2 separate regions of the Gossypium hirsutum genome follow, and region 2 is linked to region 1. The links are chromatin contacts, called in public Hi-C maps. All regions are on one chromosome and are shown on one strand. Each heading gives the region's core, a stretch centred on a gene start, on an enhancer-like site or on the middle of the called end of the contact. The rest is flanking DNA. Distances are from core to core; before and after follow the strand shown. Region 1 overlaps LOC107906405 (probable protein phosphatase 2C 44). Region 2 has its middle 11 kb from the start of LOC121204597.

Region 1 (3,861 bases), core at 880-3,379:
AAGCTCTCCAACTCATAAAGAGTTCCCCCCATGTACAACGCCTCCCAATGGAAAACCATCTGAATCAGCCAAATCGAATTACAATGCATGATATATCATCTTTGCTTTTTCTAGCCAATGCCTCGGTCGTTAACAGTTTGGCTGCTGCTTGGGGATCCTTCACGGATTTCACCAAATTAACTGCCTCTTCATTCTTCATTACCTGCCAAACAAATGAAACAAGTTATTTTTCTTTTACTTATGCGTCAGCTACTTACAGCCAATATAGAACTAAAGAAACCCTATGCCGTTTAAAAACATACAACTCATTTTAGCAGAGCAGATAAAGAACACCATCACAGGGGATTATTCTTTGCTACACATGATGATCATTTCCCTAAAACAAGTCCATATAATGGAAATCGAGCAAAAGTTAAGTTGGTCTCTGCCAAAATTTAAAAAAAATAAAATTGATACTAAAATAGCACAAACTTTTTAGTACGAAGAACGTCAAATTGATTATTATCCTGTATACTAACTGTAGAGTTTTTAAACTACAAAGGCAAGCTTTACAGATCAGCATGTCATTACAAATTTCCCTAGTTATAGCCAAATCGTGGAGTTTTAAGAATTTAACATCAATGTACAGGATCAAGTAAAAAAAAACCATCAATGTACGGGATAAATTTCCATTCTACTGTGTACTGCTAAAATTGAACAATAGAATTACTTCTATTGTTTTTCTTCTTTCCTTTGGTAAAGACTAAAGGACATAGTTGAACGGAGATTTTGTATCTAATAACTGTTAAAAGGGAAACATCATTGATTTAAGAATGAAAAAATACAGTAATATGATAAAAGTATTGAAATAACATTTAGTTAAATCTTACTTTTATCGACATAATTTTAAAAATTGTCCTTTTTTGCTTTTCCTAGAAATTTTCATCGTTTTTTTACTGAAAATCTTCCTTGAATTGTCTCCAAAATGAGTTTATTGATGCATTAAAAGTTTTAAATCATTGACAATTTAAATCTCAATGACCTCAAAATTATCAAGGATTTATCTACCACCACCTCATTGGATATAAACAATCAATTCAATGATTATCTACTTTTTATCTAATAGATATTACGTTATTAACGTTCCAAAACATCAGCCTAAGACATTGTAATGAACATTCATCAACAACTATCATTAGGCAAGTCCAAGTAAAGAATAACTTAATAACATTAAAAAAAAGGACACAATGTACCATTTTCCTACAGTTCCTAGTATAACTGTTAATAAAACAAAATTAGAGGTAAAAAAAAATATTGATAAAAGGGCAAATGTATCAAGATATTGACTATATGCAAAATTAATAAACCATAAATACTAAAAAAGTTATACATTAAACTATATCAATTTTGAGGAAAATGCAAAGGGCATCAGAACATTAAATCAAGGTTATTAAAGAGCTTAAAGGTTCATGCCTGGTCATTGGAACTAAAGTCCAACATTGTACCAACAGACTACATGGCCGGTCGCTATTGTTTTACTTTAGTTAATGGTTAGTGATTATGCATTAGTTTTAAGTGATCAAGTGGCTAGGATGAGATGCCGTTATATGAGCTCGAATGGGGATTTATGTGGATTAATCCAAGGGCTAGGATTGAAGCTGTTGAAACCCCAGTGCAAGTTTTTGACATATTAGGCAGCCGTATAGTATTGCAAATATTATCTATTAGTGGGTCTAAAACACTAAAACATAGTTTTCTTGCTCCAACTTCAATATTATATAATTTATTAGTTTCTGGCCTTCATTATCAGCGGCTGATCTAAGGAAATACAATAAACAACCACCATTTCACTAGTTCAAAAGTTTCTTCATATCCGTGCTTTTATTCGTATTTATAATTTTATACACACCTCTCCCCCTAATGACGAATTTCTGGTTTTGCATGTCAACAACCATTACGTGCATTGCCGGCTATAAATGTGGCAAACCATGTCAAATGTCAAAGACATGATCTCAACATTGCCATTAACATAGCGATCACAGCCACCACCTTAGTAGTTATCATGTGCTTATAAAGTCAACATCACATGAAAAATTACTAACATTACACACCAGCATAACCACCACCCGTGTACTCCTTAATTGCAACATAATGTTGTCTCAAGTATCACCTCTCTCCACCACCAAAGTGGGATGAGACTAACTCATTCAATCAGACTACACTCCAATATAACATATTATATAATTTTCGATTGTAAGTTGCTGTAGCTATCAGCTAATAAAACAACTTCAGTGCTACACTTAATAACTGAAAACAAAATATTGCTGCTAGAATAAATTTTATTTTTAGCCAATAATAAGAAGGGTAAAAAGGTACTTTAATCAGAACCCAATGATCCTTGCCAAATTCTCCGAAGTTGGTGAGGAACAATAGCACATTTAAGAAGGCAGATTCTAAAAGAAAAGGAATACTCTTCTTCGATCTGTGTTTCAGAAGCCTAGCCTTTTAAAATTATCAGGAAATTACATGCTAGTCAGACGATAACTCAATAAAATAAAGAAGCGTCCAAATCAATAACTACATAGTAGTAAACCTAGCACCTTAGGACACAATCACCACCTAATCCTAGCCATTAAATCTCATTAAAAGATAAAAGGGTAAACTACACAGTTGGTCATCCAACTTTTGTAAGTTTTCATTTTGGGTATTGAAAATAAAATAAAATAATTGCCAAAAAAAAAAAAAACCACTGCCGTTACAAACCGTTTTCATTTTGGTCACCAGCCATTAATTTTGGGTTAGGCAATATTATTGCATGCTCATTTTAGTCACTCAACTTTAATTGTTCATTTTGGTTATTCATTTTCTTTTTTAGAATTAATTTTATTTTTAAAAAACTTGGTCTTTTATGGAAACTGAGTTATTCAGCTGCAACATGAAACCCAGAATTTTTTCCTATAACTCAACCCCTTTTAAAAACTCAAGTTTTTCTCGTAAAAAAACCCATGTTTTCCCTTGTTACTGAAAAAACTAAAATTAATTCTAAAAAATAAAGGAAATTAAAAAGATCTTCTTTTTTTTGTAAAAATCCAAATATTTCCCTATAATCCAGGTAATTTCCTATAAAATCCCCAATTTTTCCCTTCCTAGGGAAAAACTAAAATTAATTCTAAAAAAGTACAAAAAAAATTAATAAGATAAGATGGTTTTTCCATGTAAAAACCCAAGTCTTTCTCTACAAAATCTAGGCTTTTTCCATTTGTTGGAAAAAAAAATTAATTCTTTAAAAAAAGAAAAAAAATTAGTGATCAAAATAGAAACTTATTCAAAGTGGGTGACTAAAATGAGTCTACAATAACATTGTCTATAACTCCAAATTAATGACGAGTGACCAAAATGAAAACGATTTGTAACTGTGGTGCCCTTTTGGCAATTTTTTTGTTTTTGATGCCTAAAATTAAAACTTATGAAAATTAGGTAACCGTGTCATATGTCCACTTATAGAAGCATAATTACTAACTAAAAGAATAGTGGAACATTAAAAATAAAGGAAAACTTATCAAGAAAACAATTAGATCACTTTTAGAATGCTTAGGATGTATCATTCCAACATAAAATCTCAAAGTTCAAACTGCTGCAGTGGGACTGGAATTCTCTTTTGTTTAACAAAGAGAACGTGTTTAGCTTCTAGATATATAATATTTATTTATGTGATCAGTTTGGTAAGAAACTAGTTCGAACTCTATCATTCAACAATGACCAGACCCAGCAGATAAAGATTAGAAAACAATACAGCAAAAGTTTTCGTACTTTAACCAATCTAATATGTATATGCAGCAGTCCAATAAAATTTCTCTTCAGTGTTTATAGAAAGAATTCTTA
Region 2 (3,861 bases), core at 623-3,122, 140 kb before region 1:
GTCATAGGCCCAATAGGGATTTCAATTGGATCCTCTCTTGAAACAGGCAGCTTGGAATTTGGTTGACTTGATGAGCTCGAGTTCACATCAAATGTTCCTGTGTATGTATCATGAACCCCATTGTCTTCCCCAACTGCACACGCATGTCCGATAAAGGCATCAACACTGACTGAATCTATCACCGAGCAACGACTAAGGTTGAAGTCGCATCAAAACCTACCAATAAGATTATAGATTTGGCCAAAACATCTCCATCCCAGTACCCTCCAACAAAATCAGCCACACCCTCATCGTTTTCTGTTCACTGTTGCTAGAATAGAATCTGGTCCATCCTCCACCCAAAAAAATCCTGCTTTCGGAGAAAGCCTTCACGGGCTAGCAAATGAGCAACCAGATTCCCTCATCGTTTAATATGCTAAAACTTAGGATCCGTTTGTTTTCATGTAAAATATTTTACGGAAAATATTTTCTGCATTTTCCTGTGTTTGTTTCACAGAAAATAGTTTGGTCAACGGAAAATAACTTATAGGTCAAGGTAAAATAAGCCCTTTTTTCCTGTAAAATGACTTACGATTTTGAAAAGTGTAAGTGATTTTCCGGAAAAGAGCTCATCTATAGATAATTTTATTTTATATAAAAATTAACTTAAATCAAGCTTATATATTGATAATAAATTTTATTTTTATTTTTAAAATATTTGAAATATTATATTTTTCAATATTATTAACATACATATTTAATTATTTATATTTATTCATATAATAAATTATTAATATAATAAATATAAGTTATTGTTTTAATAAATTATTTAATATTTCAATTTTATTTTAATAATAAATTTTAAAAATAATAATTTTAAATAATATTACTCACATATTATTAAAACTATTCAATATTATTGAAAATATTCAATATTAATATTTTAATAATAAATATGTATTACAATTATAAATATATTAATAATAAATGTTTTGTAGTATAAAGGTTAAAATATGTCATAAGTCTATGTACACTTCACAGATTTATAATTTAGTTTTTATACTTTTATTTTCAAGAATTTAGTCCCTTTACTTTTCAAATTTGAAATCCAATTGTTGACATCGTTAATTTTTTTGTCAATTTTGTTGATGTCACATTTTTTAAATAAAAAATATTCACTTAGTAGTCGTGTAATTAAAAAATGACATTGTAATGAATCTAAATTTAACATAATATTTTTAATATATGCAAAAACAATGTAAAATATAAAATTATAGATAAAAATAAATTCAATTAAACAATAAAAAATAAAAAATAAGAAAATCTGAAATGTATGTTTGTTTAATTGAAAACAACTTTTATGAAATATTTTTAAGAAATCTACCAAATAACAGAAAATATTTTACACAGATTCATCCAAATATCAGAAAATATTAATTTTTTCAAAAAATAAATTATTTTCCAAAAATTATTTTCTAAAAATCATTTTCACTAAAACAAACGGAGCTTTAAAATTCAAAACCAAACACAAGTTGTTTTTCATCCCAAACAATTGCACTCACGACCGAACGATCAATATCCACTCTTTAGCTTAGAGATAAGCACCGCGGAGTCACCTGCTATCTCAACCAACCGAAAACCCAAATCTCAGGCAAATTTGATAGCTCGCACATAAGCTAAGGCTTTCGCAGATAATGGACGAGGTATGTGCTCTTGCCAAAAGCAAATCGACACTAACAACAGCCCCTCGTGATTTCTACTCACCACTCTTGCACTTGCAGCCCGCAAATGGTCGAAGAAACCCGCATCAAAGTTGACACGGACCCATGGATCAATAGGGGCCTTCTAGAGCACTTGTCTCCCATTATGAGCAAATAACTAACCAATCCATTGAATGGGTGTATCCTTAGGCTAACCTGTGCCAAACCTCCAGTACACCGGAGCAATCTCGACAGGCATCATGAATTGTCTTTGGGCCATTACCATAGCGTGGACACATCTGATCTGCCCCAATTCTGCACTGATACAAATTAGCCTTTGTAGGAAGTTAATTCTTAATCTACTGCTAGCATGTAATTATTAAATTTGTTTTTAATTTTAAAAATTGTTAACATCATTAAAATTCTTTATTAAATTTTTTCATTACAATGTTATTTTTTTGTCACTTGGCTACCAAGTGAGTTTTTTTTTTAATTTTAAAATATCAAACCAATGAATTTGACAAAAGAATTTTAATAGTAACAACTAGACTTGAATTATTAAATTTAAAAAGTAAAAAGATTAAATTCTTGAAAATAAAAATATAAAAATTAAATTCCAAATATCTGAAAAGTACCAAAATTTATAGCATATTATATAATCTTTAAGTTTTTACTTTATAATTTAGCCAAAATAATATCACTGGTGAAACCCTACTAATATAAATTACTAATAAAAGTATAAATTTCACATTAAAAATGGACTTAGACAACTACTATTAATTTCACATCAAGAATGGACTTGGACAATATGTTGTCCAAATACATTTACATCTAGACAACTATAAAAAAATTGACTAAAAAATTATGAATGAGGACGTGATTAAGTTGGTGAAAATTTTGATGAAACTAGCAGCCAATAGCAGAACACCACTTGACGGCCCAACTCAAGAGACGTAGCAAAGCATGACTTGATCTCAAAACATAATTCCGACAAGACTTGTGGAGGGCTATGAGCAGCACTCCAACATCAATGACCTTGATACATTCTCTGCACATAATGACTTGCCTGTCTCTTTCTTACTCTGCCAACTCGAACTGAATGATTAAATGCCTTCCCAGGTTTCATTGAGCAGCCTCCTGGTTGGCTTTGTGCCCTCTACAATCTCAAACAACTCCAGACGGTATCATTTCTCACATTATCGTCTACATAGATGATCTTACTCTTACATCAAACATTCGGAGCATATGGTTCATCAAATTGGTACCCATTTTTCTATTAAAAGCCTTGCTAATGTAGGCTTGAAATGATTTGCATGTCTACCGATATACTTCTGTCCTGAAATCAGCATGTGTTTTTTATTTACATGATCACGTTGAGATGAGTGATGGTCATCCCATCACAACACTTGTCATCACGATTTCACGGATTTTAAGAAATATAAACTTGTCACCATTTTTTTTTGTTTTAAATGTAATCTTTTTAGTAAAATTTTAAAATCAATTTAATATTTGTTAAAAAATCATTTTTTTATTTGCGAAACAATATTTAAATTTTGGAGTTGAATTAATCTTCACGATGCCTGTTAACAAAAACGGTACCATTTATTCAAGTATTATATTCTACTTCAAAATAATGACTTTAAATTTGATATTTAAAAGAAATTATAAAATCAATTTTGTTATAAATAAAATTTATTTATTTTTAAACTAAAAAATTCCTTGCAACACCCGTTAAAATTCACAAGTAATTATTTTATTCTTAAAATGATATTCTTTAATGATGAATAATTATTGAGTATCTTATTATATCTCTTTCCTCGTGTAAATTTCACGAAGGGGCATACCTCAATTGGTGGTACCCGTAAGGCTCAGGGAATGTGCCAATATGGGATGTGTGAATAATAATAAAAGTACCTAAGCACGAGACTATTCGAACCACCAACTTGAGGCTTATAGGGCCCTTACTTGTAACCAATGTACCACTTTGGTTCAAGTGGTACCATATTTGCAAACATGTTGCCTTTAAGCTTTGATTGGTGGTTCGAGTCGCCTTACACTTAAGTACTTCCATTATTATTCATGCACCCTATACTATACATTTCTCTAGTATTGCAAGTACTTATCTTCACCAATCAAGGCATCCCTTTCGTGAACTGTACACTGCTTTTCGTGGAAGCTAGAG

The links. A called contact is a pair of places that touch in the nucleus more often than the background predicts.
Region 2: a contact with region 1 is called in a Hi-C map of hypocotyl, with 7 times the contacts expected there. The contact joins two enhancer-like sites. A contact is called at or near these places in 5 of 34 Hi-C or Micro-C datasets (callus, hypocotyl and leaf).

The regions. Positions count from the first base shown.
Region 1 is chrA08:23,687,814-23,691,674 of Gossypium_hirsutum_v2.1, reverse strand. LOC107906405 (probable protein phosphatase 2C 44) reads right to left here. Exons shown (of 5, transcript XM_016833426.2): 5 at 1-202. The coding sequence ends at 65. Among protein-coding and RNA genes, the nearest start is that of LOC107906405, 9.7 kb to the right of the region's middle. Within about 2 kb of position 2,129, at least 1 of the 9 cell types and tissues checked has an H3K27ac peak or open chromatin away from gene starts, as enhancers often do. A contact at or near this core is called in hypocotyl, where this site is marked.
Region 2 is chrA08:23,827,097-23,830,957 of Gossypium_hirsutum_v2.1, reverse strand. No RefSeq gene overlaps it. Among protein-coding and RNA genes, the nearest start is that of LOC121204597, 11 kb to the right of the region's middle. Within about 2 kb of position 1,872, at least 7 of the 9 cell types and tissues checked have an H3K27ac peak or open chromatin away from gene starts, as enhancers often do. A contact at or near this core is called in hypocotyl, where this site is marked.